3 separate regions of the Arachis hypogaea genome follow, and all the other regions are linked to region 2. A link is a contact called in public Hi-C data. All regions are on one chromosome and are shown on one strand. The core of a region is the stretch at or near the end of the contact, and the rest is flanking DNA. Distances in the headings are between cores, read along the strand shown. Region 1 holds the start of LOC112771648 (probable sesquiterpene synthase). Region 2 holds the start of LOC112771212 (protein SHOOT GRAVITROPISM 6). Region 3 holds the start of LOC112771649.

Region 1 (3,626 bases), core at 975-3,474, 160 kb after region 2:
TAATGCAGTAAAGTGAAGGTCACATTCTTCTATAGCAAGATCTTTGTTAATAAAATCATTGTGGATGTGTACTAATATTCTGTCAATCTCATTTTCAAAATGATAAGATATACTCAATCGTTGAATTGAATCAATTAAGCTTAATCTTTGTAAGATATTATTATCATTAGAAAGCAAATTCATCTTCACTTTTTCTTTATGCATTTGAACTTCTTGTTTCATGATTTCGTTCACTTCCTGCAAAGTTTTCAATTTAATATTTAGTTCAAATGCATGAAAAATTAACAAATAATGAGAGTAAGTCATATCTCTTTACATATGATCAACTATTCAATTTGATCTAAATTTATTATGACATTTCTTTTTTCTTTTAGAGATAATAAAAATCGAACACTAAATCATTCAATCATAGATATTCTGATATAATATAATGATATTATGATACTTTATTCAAAATTTAAGCCAATAAAAAAATATATAAATAATTATATTTCTAACAAAATTATTATATGATGATTTGTTGAGAAAGTTATAGCTTCGATGTAACACTTAAATATAATCAGATACAAATCAGACTGGTACTAGTAATAATGTTTTATGTTTCAGTTATTATGCATATCATTTCTCAATTTAATTTGGTTGTTAAATAAATTTTTTAAGTTTTCAGTATTAAAAATAGAAAATTTTTGTGAAAGCAAATATTTACTAAAGTTGCTTTTCAGTTTTCAGTATGAGTTAACTTCCACAAAGTTATACTATATATTTTTGTTGTTATGAAAAAAATATAACGTAAAAGATTGAAAGTTGTGCCATTTTAATAATAAGTAAAGAAGAGTTTTTATTTGTTTGATAAGAAAACAAAAACGTAAGTTAAAAATATAAAAGTCAATATTAAAATGAATCTTATTTATTAATTAAGTATATAATTATAGAAATGTTTACAAAATGCAGACTAGGCTATTTTAATACTATGACTCTTTAAAAACTAAAAAACAAAAGAAAATTAACGAGATTATATTTTTTTCTCTTTTCAACTTAATTAGGTTATCTTCATTAATTAAAAAAAAAAACAAATAAAAAAGAAAGAAAGAAAGTATATTATTAAAAAGACAGTCTAATGAATAAATATGTTAATGCAAGATTTCGAAAAGAACTCCATTCAAAGAGTGTATTATACACAACCGAATCTAATAATTATTTTCGTGGTTATTTTCACAGTTTGAACTCGATCTTGACTTTGAAATCACATGGAAATAATTCAATCATTACTTTAAAATTCTCTTTTAAAACATATGTATATATAAACTAAGAGTTTAATTTAGATACTGACTATGTAAAGCGTTTTGTATTATCGTGTAATTATACCTGTTCTTTTAGATGACCACTCACACGATCAATGTAAAATATAGTTATTTTTACTGATGTAATATTGTGTAATTAGATGCACGTGAAAAACTATTTTATACTGACAGTACATTAAAATTAAATTCATAAACTAATTATGTATTTTCTTATAACAAAATATGAATTTAATTTTAATATACTGTCAGTGTAAAACATCTTTATATGTACATCTAATTACATAACATAATATCATAAAAAAATAACTACTATTTTTATGAACTGTGTGAATAGTTATTCAAAAAAATAAATATGATTACATAACTATATAAAACATTTTACACTATGATATCAATACATCAAAATTAAACTCAACAAAACAGATATCCAAAAATATACAAAAAGTTATGGAAATTTTTGGGATTACATTTGCATACTAGAAATACAATATAGATAACTTGTTTTATACAACTAGGGATCCCGTCCATATATATATAACTATCATTCTTGTTAAAGACACTTACCCAAGCATTATTTTGAGTTTCTGGCGTAGAAGTGATCAGATATATACTATCCGTATTTTGAATATATGTATAAGTTTAACAATATACTGATATTTCATCATACAAAATTAAATAAGATACCAAGGATTCAGAATCAGCGTATTTTTGGAAAGTATCGTGCCAAATGCTAGGAGCAAAATTTGCAGAGGGTCGCTTTGAGTTAGAAGGGGCAGGTTGACTCGAAGTCATCACTGGAACTGAAGCTGAAAGAGATATGTATAGTATTGGGTAATGAACGATATTAAGACGTTTACAACCAATAATTATATAGAATATGGTTCACTAATGCAAAGGGAGATGAGTTAATGTCCCTAGCTGGATGCCCATTTTTAAATGTGAAGATTGTGCATGTGACCCCAAGTGGATAAACAAGATTCCTTTTTATTTTGTCTTGTTAAAAAGTGAGTGAATTCTCTAGCCATTCCTCAATTATTAAAGAATTGCATATCCTTTAATCTTGAATAGTATTAACTATCTTTAACCTTATAAATTAGTTAATTGAATAAATGATCATTTGTACTCATGAGAGATGAAAACGCTGACATTTGTATCTATGATTGTAACACCCTAACTACCAAGGCTCACGCTTCCGGCTGCGCGACTTTGATAGCTCGGACATTACGACGACACTTATACTATTTAATACTAAAATATGAGTCTGTTTAAAACTTTAAACCGTAATACCGCTCCCAAAAATACTTTCGTTCGATAACGTACATCCACAAATACCATACAACTTACAACAACTCACAAACAGTACATCCATATATATACATAAATATATATAAATAACTTTACAAGCATTAACCAATACAATTCCTATCCCTCTTACAGAATATAACAAGATAAAGGCGAGGGTACAATAAACCATAACTAAAACAATACAGAGCATCTCAACAACAACTAAATAAACTCTTCGTGACTTCAGCACCCATATCCTGAAAGGGAAAAAATGTAGGGGGGTGAGAACATCATCCTCGAAAGGGTTCTCAGTAGAGGGTTTTTGGAAATTACTGTAATAGGATACGTGAAGATAAACCGTACTAGTGATTAATAATCGTCTTATGCCTCCTTTTCAAAAAAACGGTTTACAATAAAGGTAAAATCTGAAAATCTTTTCTGAAAAAAGAACCGTTCAATTCTCAAAAACTCAAAGCCTTTCAAAATGGTTTATCTATGCGGAACCACAATAGCCCTTCATATTTTATTCCAAACCAGAAACACAAAACCGAAATCAACCATCGGTTCATCTCATTCCAACCACGGCCCTAGGCCCAAACAATCCAACAACAACCAATCACCACAATCCAACAGAGTCCCAGTTGCAAACACAGATAGGAGGTTCAAGCACAAACAAACAGTTATAGCAAGTAGAGCAAGTAGCAGATAATCTCAAATAGTCACAAAGGCAAACCAAGTACAATATGCACACCCAAACAATGTCACATAGATGCATATGATGCATGCCTGTCCTAGTGGCTGATGATATCATCTGTCGGTTATATAGCCAACCCGACACGTCCTGGTAGCTAACCATGGACAGAAACACCCATCGCGGAGCAAGTAGGTTTGAGCTACAACCCCATTGCTACTACCCGCTCAACCCAGAGCCAGTGGAATAACCACTACTGCGGCTACTACCCAGGCGGGTGTTTAAAAGCTCAACCTGGAGCGAGTGGAATCACCACTACTATCGCTACTACCCAGGCGTCACAGTCTCTG
Region 2 (3,656 bases), core at 362-2,861:
ATAATAAATTGGAACAGCATTTTTATCCCCAGTAACTCCTGCAACCGTGTTTCCTTCTAGCAGTTTTCCATTTAAGTGTTCTGCTTAGAGAAACTATCATGCTGAATGTGGAAGCTATTACTCTGTACCTTCATAGCCATCTTTGTTTTCTGGTCCAACTAAGGAGAAACCATTGATGGCATAAGCACCATAGAGAAGACACTATGTGCTTCAATTTGTGTTTCATGTCCGGATGAGCCATGGCCACAAGCAATTGATGGAACAAGGCATCAGGGAAAGCCTGGAATAAGTCCAGAAAACACCCTATGTCTTTAGATAAACGAATAAAGCTGAATAGGTAGAAATGTTATTTCCAGTCTATGTAGGAATGCTTGTCTTCTTCTGATATGACACATTAGGGACATAACTGATTAATTTTGCGGTTTGATAGACAGCAGAAATTGTTGTTCTGGCTAGGAGGGTAGAAGTAGAAATATTCTCTAAAACCACAGCCATCAAATCAAGAATGGGTCCTACATCGCCAACCTGTTCTACAAAGCACACTACTTCAGGAATTACATTAAATCAAACTATTGGCAGTTCAGTATTTTAACAATCAGGTTCTAAGCATGAGATCTGAAAAGGAAATAGAGTCACTATCACCTTCACAGTTTGAAGAAAGTCACTAAGGAATAATTCCTGTGTTTCCTTGGACTGGTGACTGCAGGCCAAGATTTCCATCATATGCTTGACAGCCACATCATATATCCCAAGTTAAGCATACCACCTATAACAATGAAAAGTAAGAAAGTTTAAAGAATCTAGATGCATATGTTCTACATTATTAAACAACCAGAATATTCTATTACTGAAGCAAGTCAAACTTACTGTCCTATATGAAAATGAACATGATCATTGATGTAGCTCCAAGTAGAAGGATCACTATCACACTGCAGCAAGAAGCAGCAGCAAAAGAAAAAAGATAATGCAGTGAAAGGAAACACCAAAAATTGAAAAACCATGAGGAAAAAAGCTTCAACAACAAATTTTAAATCAAACTTATTACTAAAATCAGAAAAAAACAAATCTAACTAAACCTAATCTAATCAAAACCTAAAAATCCACTAATCAGAAAACAAATCTAACTAAACTAATTACTAAAATCAAACTAACTAAACAAAATTAATTGAACTTAACAGAAATTAAAAGAATTTTGAAACTAAAACCTGGAAGCATTGACTGGAGGAGATGATGGCTATGGCGCTGAGAAGATATGCGAGCCAGAACTGAGTGGGGATAAAAGGAGAGGGAGAGGCGCGGCGGTGGTGGGGACAGACGCTGCTACAGGTGGCGCCAGCGTGCTGGAGCTCACCTGAGACGAAGAGAACAGGAACTTGAGCTTGATTTGTTCTACGAACGAGAAAAAACGAGAGAGATAGGGGCTGTGTTCTACTGGTTCAGTGTTTAAAAGAGAGGAGAAGAAGGAGAAGGTAGCTGCGGTGGTTAGGGTGGCGGCGGTGGCGCTGTGAGTGAGGAAAGGAGAAGAAGAAGCTCGTGCGAGGAGAAACTCGTTGAAGGAGAGAGGAGCAACTCGTTTGTTATGTGATTTTGTGTGTGTGAAAGGGGTTCGATAGGGTGGGGAGAAGTTAGGTTTAAATTAAAATTTTTCGACGGAAAATTTTAAATTACAGACGAATTTTTCCGTCTGTAATAATTTAATAAAAATAGCATTTTTACCTATTTAATTTTCCGTCTGTAATCATTTCTCACGAAAAAAAATAATTTTACCGACAGAGTTATCGACGGATTCTGTTTTCCGTCTGTAATTTATGCTAATTCATTTTTTTGTTTTCCGACAAAAAAATCCCTCTAAAATTCTGTCTGTATTTCCGAGGGATAAAATCCGTCGAAAATATCCGTCTGTAATAACTAATTTTCTAGTAGTGTAAAAATTAATAATAAATTATTAAAAAATAATAAAAAATTTTTACACAGTTTTATTTATTATAATTTATTACACAGTACTATTAGTATCATAAAAATTAATAATAAATTATTAAAAAATAATAAAAAACTTCTAAACAGTTTTATTCTTATAATTTATCACACAGTACGGTTAATATCATAAAAATTACTGATAAATTATTAAAAAATAATAAAAACTTATTAAAAATAATACAAAAATTATGAAATAGTATTTTTTATTATTAAATAATAATAATAATAATAATAATAATAATAATAATAATAATAACAACATTAATAATATAATAATAACAATAATAATAATAATATTAAAATTAATAATAATAATAATATCATTGAAAATAACAATAAAATTATTAGTTAAAACACAAATACATAAAATATAAATAAATATATTTATTTATTAATCACAAAATAAAAAAAAATTACTTACCCATTGAGGATGATTCAGATATTCAATAATGTGTTCTTTCGATTTGGTAAAATCACGAACCATTTTTATCAAACCCTTCAAAGTATACTTTTTTTCTCCCACACTTGCTTCTTCACTCTTATTCCTTCTTCAGTTCTTCTTCAGCAACCTTTCTCACTCTCGTTTTACACTATACGTTTTTTCACCCTTGGACTTACTTGCGTTTTGGTTTTATAAGCGGATTCACCATCCTCAACGACACGTGTCGCGCATGCAGCTTGGGAGGCTGCCAATCGCAACCTGCGATTTTCCCTGCACGACTGACAAACGCAGCCTGCGTTTTGCCGAGTCCAATACTGGTCAACACCTGCTCTAGTCTGCATGCAGGAGACACCAGCTAGCCCTCGTTTCGAAATTCGGTTGCCTGCCCTGCCAATCGCAGGTTAAGTTTTGCAGGCACCAACATTTTCTTGATCTTCGTCCCACTCAAAACGTAGGTTATGTTTTGTGGTTTCTGACTAGCAAATCCACATTTGTGCATAATACGCCATTCATCCATTTTTCAATATTTTTCCATTTTTAAATTCATTTACAAATTAATTTTTGTCTTTTTTTTTAGAACAAGAAAAATGATCTCATTATTAACGACTAATCTTGGAGTATATAGAAGCTTCAAATCACTAACAAAAATAAGAAAAACAATTAAACAACAAAGAACAAAGTATAACCTTATTTAACTTATTGCAAATAGCAAACAACATAGTATAACACAAACAATCAACAAAGAGAAATTAAACAACATACATGTTAGATTTTAGTCTCAGTTTCTTAATTATATTATAATAAAATTTGTTAGAATTATTTATTTAGAACAAATGTTAAACAATTTATTTCTTGAGGAAACTGCTACACGACGATGGGGTCCAAAAGCAGTGCCATGATGTGATCGTTCAGAAGTTCACAGTTGGTGTATTTATCTTCAAAGTTTGCATATATAAACTCACATATGCGTGCCAAGTTAACAATGCAATCAAGGATGGGTCTTGGGATTTCCTCAGTTAATTTGAGATACTCTTCGTTCATATCCTTCCAAGAATCATTGATATCCTTTTTGATGAATTCATAGGCCTCCTCTTCTGAGAAGTCATATTGCTTCATGCAACTTTCTACTGCGGAAGCAACATGTTTCCTTTGTTGTTCAAACTACACATACATGTTGATCAAATTTAAAAAGCAGCAGTTAATTATACCCGGCACTATTCCAAAATTTATAAAATTA
Region 3 (3,549 bases), core at 33-2,532, 200 kb after region 2:
TACAAAAAAATGTCAAAAGAACAAAAGAAAAGGCATTTATAGTAATATATCAGCTACAAACGTATGCATAGTTTTATCAAATAATCAAATAATAAAAGGAACATATGAGGAAGTCATCCTTTGAACAACACGTTCACTAAATCATTATAGAGATTAGACCATTAAAGGAAGATGAAATTAAACAATAGACAACAGTAAAGGATGTTAGTACTTGGTGAAAACAATGGGTGCATTAAGTAAATTGCAATGATTTCAAAACAACAAATCAATTAAGGAAACTTTATCCATTAAAAAAAAGTAACCAAATTTGAAAGGATTTTCTACCTTGGATTCAGTTGCATAATGCATATTTCTTGTTCAAATAATGCACTGCCTAGATATACATAAACAAAGAACTGAAATTTTTAAATAGTCTTTACTTTTTCCAGAATCAGCACTATAATGAGCACTGAATCCAAGCTTCCTAGCATCATTCATTTTTAGAATAGCCTAAAACCTGAGCACGAAGTCGAATTATCCGGGCATCTCATTATTTTTTTTAAAAATGGTATCGGAAAGAAGAACACCACAGAAGCTCTAATTTGACACTAACACCAACGACAAAAATAACTAAAAAATTAAATATATATTGGGGCTTAAACAACAGATACCAATTTCATTGAAAAATCATAACTTTGTCAAAAGTTTTCAACGACAAACATTAAACCCAGAAAAAAAGAAGAAAGAAAGGCAGAACATGAAAGATCAATTTACCTATATTTTGCAGGGAAGATGTGTTCGCAGAAGACATGCATTGTGATGATGTGCGATATCAGGAGCAACAAAAGAATTAATAAAGTGGAACTGAGGGCGTTATGCACAATGCCGAACAGTTCTTGAACCCTGAAAAGCAACGTACCAAAGAGGAAGATATGGATAATTGAAGAATATGATTTTGTTAAAAAGGAAGGAAGGAAGATTTGTGACTCGATATAATTGGATTTAGATGCAGAAGAAGTCCACAGTCGCTGCCGCTTCGTCAACCACTGTAACCCCAAAATACAAAAAACTCACTTCAACATCTCACAAAAGAGGAAAGGGAAAGAGAATGTAACAAAATCACAACGATCAACCGTGAGAAAAAATCAGAACCATAAGCAAACTAACCATGAGGAATGATGAAGAATACGGAAGTTGAAGAAAACAACAGTGCAAGTGTGCAACCCTTCTGGACAAACTATGACGCCACTGTACGTAAAACAGGGGAATTGGAAGAAGCATTGGAATTCGAACTAGCCTAACTCGAATTACGAAGGAACACGTGATTTACATAATTCGAATCTACATGGTTCGAACTACCAAGGAGCATAATTCGAACTAGCTTGGTTCGAATTACACATTGAACGCTTCCCAAAGTAATTCGAACTTAGTTGGTTCGAATTACTCAAAATTTCCCTCAAATAGTAATTCGAATGGGGTTGGTTCGAATTACATAGATTTCGGCTATATAAGGAGTTTGAATCAGCCTCATTCGAATCACTTTTCCATTCTCATACCCCACCAAATCCCAGAGAAAACGACCCAGATTCGAGCCGACAAAGACTCGAACAGAATACTCAGCCGATGGGAGACGATCCGGAAAGGCTATATCGGTTGGACGGAGTTGCTCATATAGCTGGGGTCATCAACGACGAGGTTAGTAGATAGAAAACTTTGTGCTAGCGGTTTATCTGAGTTAGTGGTTTTGCATGCGATTTTAGTGGCGGTTTATCCTAGTGGAATTGCAAGTGGTTTATTTTAGAGGTTTTGCATTTTGTTTAGTTGGTAGTTTATGTTAGTGGTTTTTATTAGTGGTTTTTGTTAGTGATTTTGTATGGGATTTTGTTGATGGTTTATGTTGGTAGTTTATTTTGGTGGTATTGGAAGTGGTTTATTATGTGATTTTGTGTGCGGTTTATGATAGTGGTTTTGCATGTGGTTTTCGTAAGTGGATTTGTATGCGGTTTATGTTAGCGGTTTAGGCATGTGGTTTTGTTGGCGGTTTAGGTTAGGAGTTTTTAGTAGTAGTTTTTGTTAGTACTTTTGTATGCGGTTTTGTTGTTGATTTATTTTGGCGGTTTATTTTGGTGGTATTGGAAGTGGTTTACTATGTGGTTTTGTAAGCGGTTTATGATAGTGCTTTTGCATGTGTTTTTCATAAGTGGATTTGTATGTGGTTTATGTTAGTGGTTTAAGCATGTGGTTTTGATACTGGTTTGTTATATTGGTTTTGCATGTAGATTCTGTTAGTGGTTTCCATAAGTGGTTTCCGGTGTTAGTTATTTTTGTCACTGGTTTTCTAAGTGGTTCTAATAATGCCGTCCATGTAATGCGCAGTCACAGCGATGCATCAGGAGCATGCGGCGGCACCAGGGCATGAGACTCGATGAGCGGTATGTTCCGTACTTGCAGATGGCCGGATTATACCATCTTGCGAGGCTGAACGATAGATGGTTCCGGTTAGATGAGCCCCTTGTCAGTGCCTTCGTCGAGCGGTGGCGTCCGGAGACGCACACCTTCCATATGCCGTTCGGAGAGTGCACGATCACAGCCTTCTGCTTCGCCAACCAAACCCTCATGTACGTCGGCCTAAACCCAAAGTGTGCGGCCGTGGCATTTAGGAGCACCTTGATGCTGACGGATGCATCAGCCCTAACCATTGGCATAATGAATGCCGATATCACACGATAATCCAAACTCCTGTGGTCGCTGGAGATGGAGGTGGCGAGACACGTATGCGGACCATTGTACCGTTTGACCTCTCAAAGGCCCTTGCGATGTCGGAGACTCAGCCGAATCAACCATGTGCACCCATTCCCGAACTCAGAACACTTGCCCATATACCGGCGATAGTCAGACTCCACTACCATGTACTGTACCCCATGGCAGATGCTATAAGTCTTCACACTTAACAAGGCCTCATCTTTATCCTGAAATTGTTGACCAACCTGGAACTCTGTCAGACCTGCAGACCCTTCCGCATCTCTAGCGCCAAATCCAGCAGGCTGACCAGGAACCCCCTCCTGCCTCATGGCATCCAAGTCCAAAGAGGAAAAATGTGGAGGGTACTGCTGTGTGCCAGAGCTAGAACCACCTCCCGCCCGAGCAGGCTTGCTCGCTCCAATATCATCGCCACTGTCATCAGCAATCATATCCGGCTCGACATCATCGTCCTCTGGATCATCCAACACTCCATCTCCAACCCCAGGCGGTGCAGCACACTGTAAAGAGGTCGGCAGAAATTTTTCTGTTCCGACCTCGTCGCCCACACTGCCGTTGAGATCAACAGCGAACGAAGGGGAGGCGACATGCTGGATGGGTGGCTGGTACGCAGTGACGGAGGAAGAAGCAACGGCAGGTCTGCAGCTAGAACCGGCTACCGTGGCTAAAGTGGTGGTATTCCGGTTCGAACTCCCCGAGCTGGATACCACATCAACCAACTTTGCCAACAGTTCTGGTGTCCTCACTTCTGGAAACTTCCGGTGACAATGGAACATGACCTGCAAGTCCTCATCACTCCCAATCGTGAAA

The links. Hi-C and Micro-C count contacts between places; a contact is called where the count stands out from the background.
Region 1: a Hi-C map of leaf shows a contact between it and region 2, with 3 times the contacts expected there. The contact joins the promoter of LOC112771648 here to the promoter of LOC112771212 in region 2. A contact is called at or near these places in 3 of 8 Hi-C or Micro-C datasets (leaf and an unstated tissue).
Region 3: a Hi-C map of leaf shows a contact between it and region 2, with 2.6 times the contacts expected there. The contact joins the promoter of LOC112771649 here to the promoter of LOC112771212 in region 2. A contact is called at or near these places in 2 of 8 Hi-C or Micro-C datasets (both in leaf).

What each region holds. Positions count from the first base shown.
Region 1 is chr18:16,842,825-16,846,450 of arahy.Tifrunner.gnm2.J5K5, reverse strand. It overlaps LOC112771648 (probable sesquiterpene synthase), which reads right to left and starts at 2,224. Exons shown (of 6, transcript XM_072225592.1): 1 at 1,986-2,224; 2 at 1-237. The coding sequence starts at 2,093.
Region 2 is chr18:16,997,610-17,001,265 of arahy.Tifrunner.gnm2.J5K5, reverse strand. It overlaps LOC112771212 (protein SHOOT GRAVITROPISM 6), which reads right to left and starts at 1,611. Exons shown (of 12, transcript XR_011876091.1): 1 at 1,206-1,611; 2 at 868-929; 3 at 643-766; 4 at 129-530. LOC112773068 (probable sesquiterpene synthase) reads right to left here. Exons shown (of 5, transcript XM_029294773.2): 5 at 3,141-3,580. The coding sequence ends at 3,284.
Region 3 is chr18:16,797,148-16,800,696 of arahy.Tifrunner.gnm2.J5K5, reverse strand. LOC112771649 reads right to left here and starts at 1,282. Exons shown (of 9, transcript XR_003187141.3): 1 at 1,147-1,282; 2 at 754-1,025.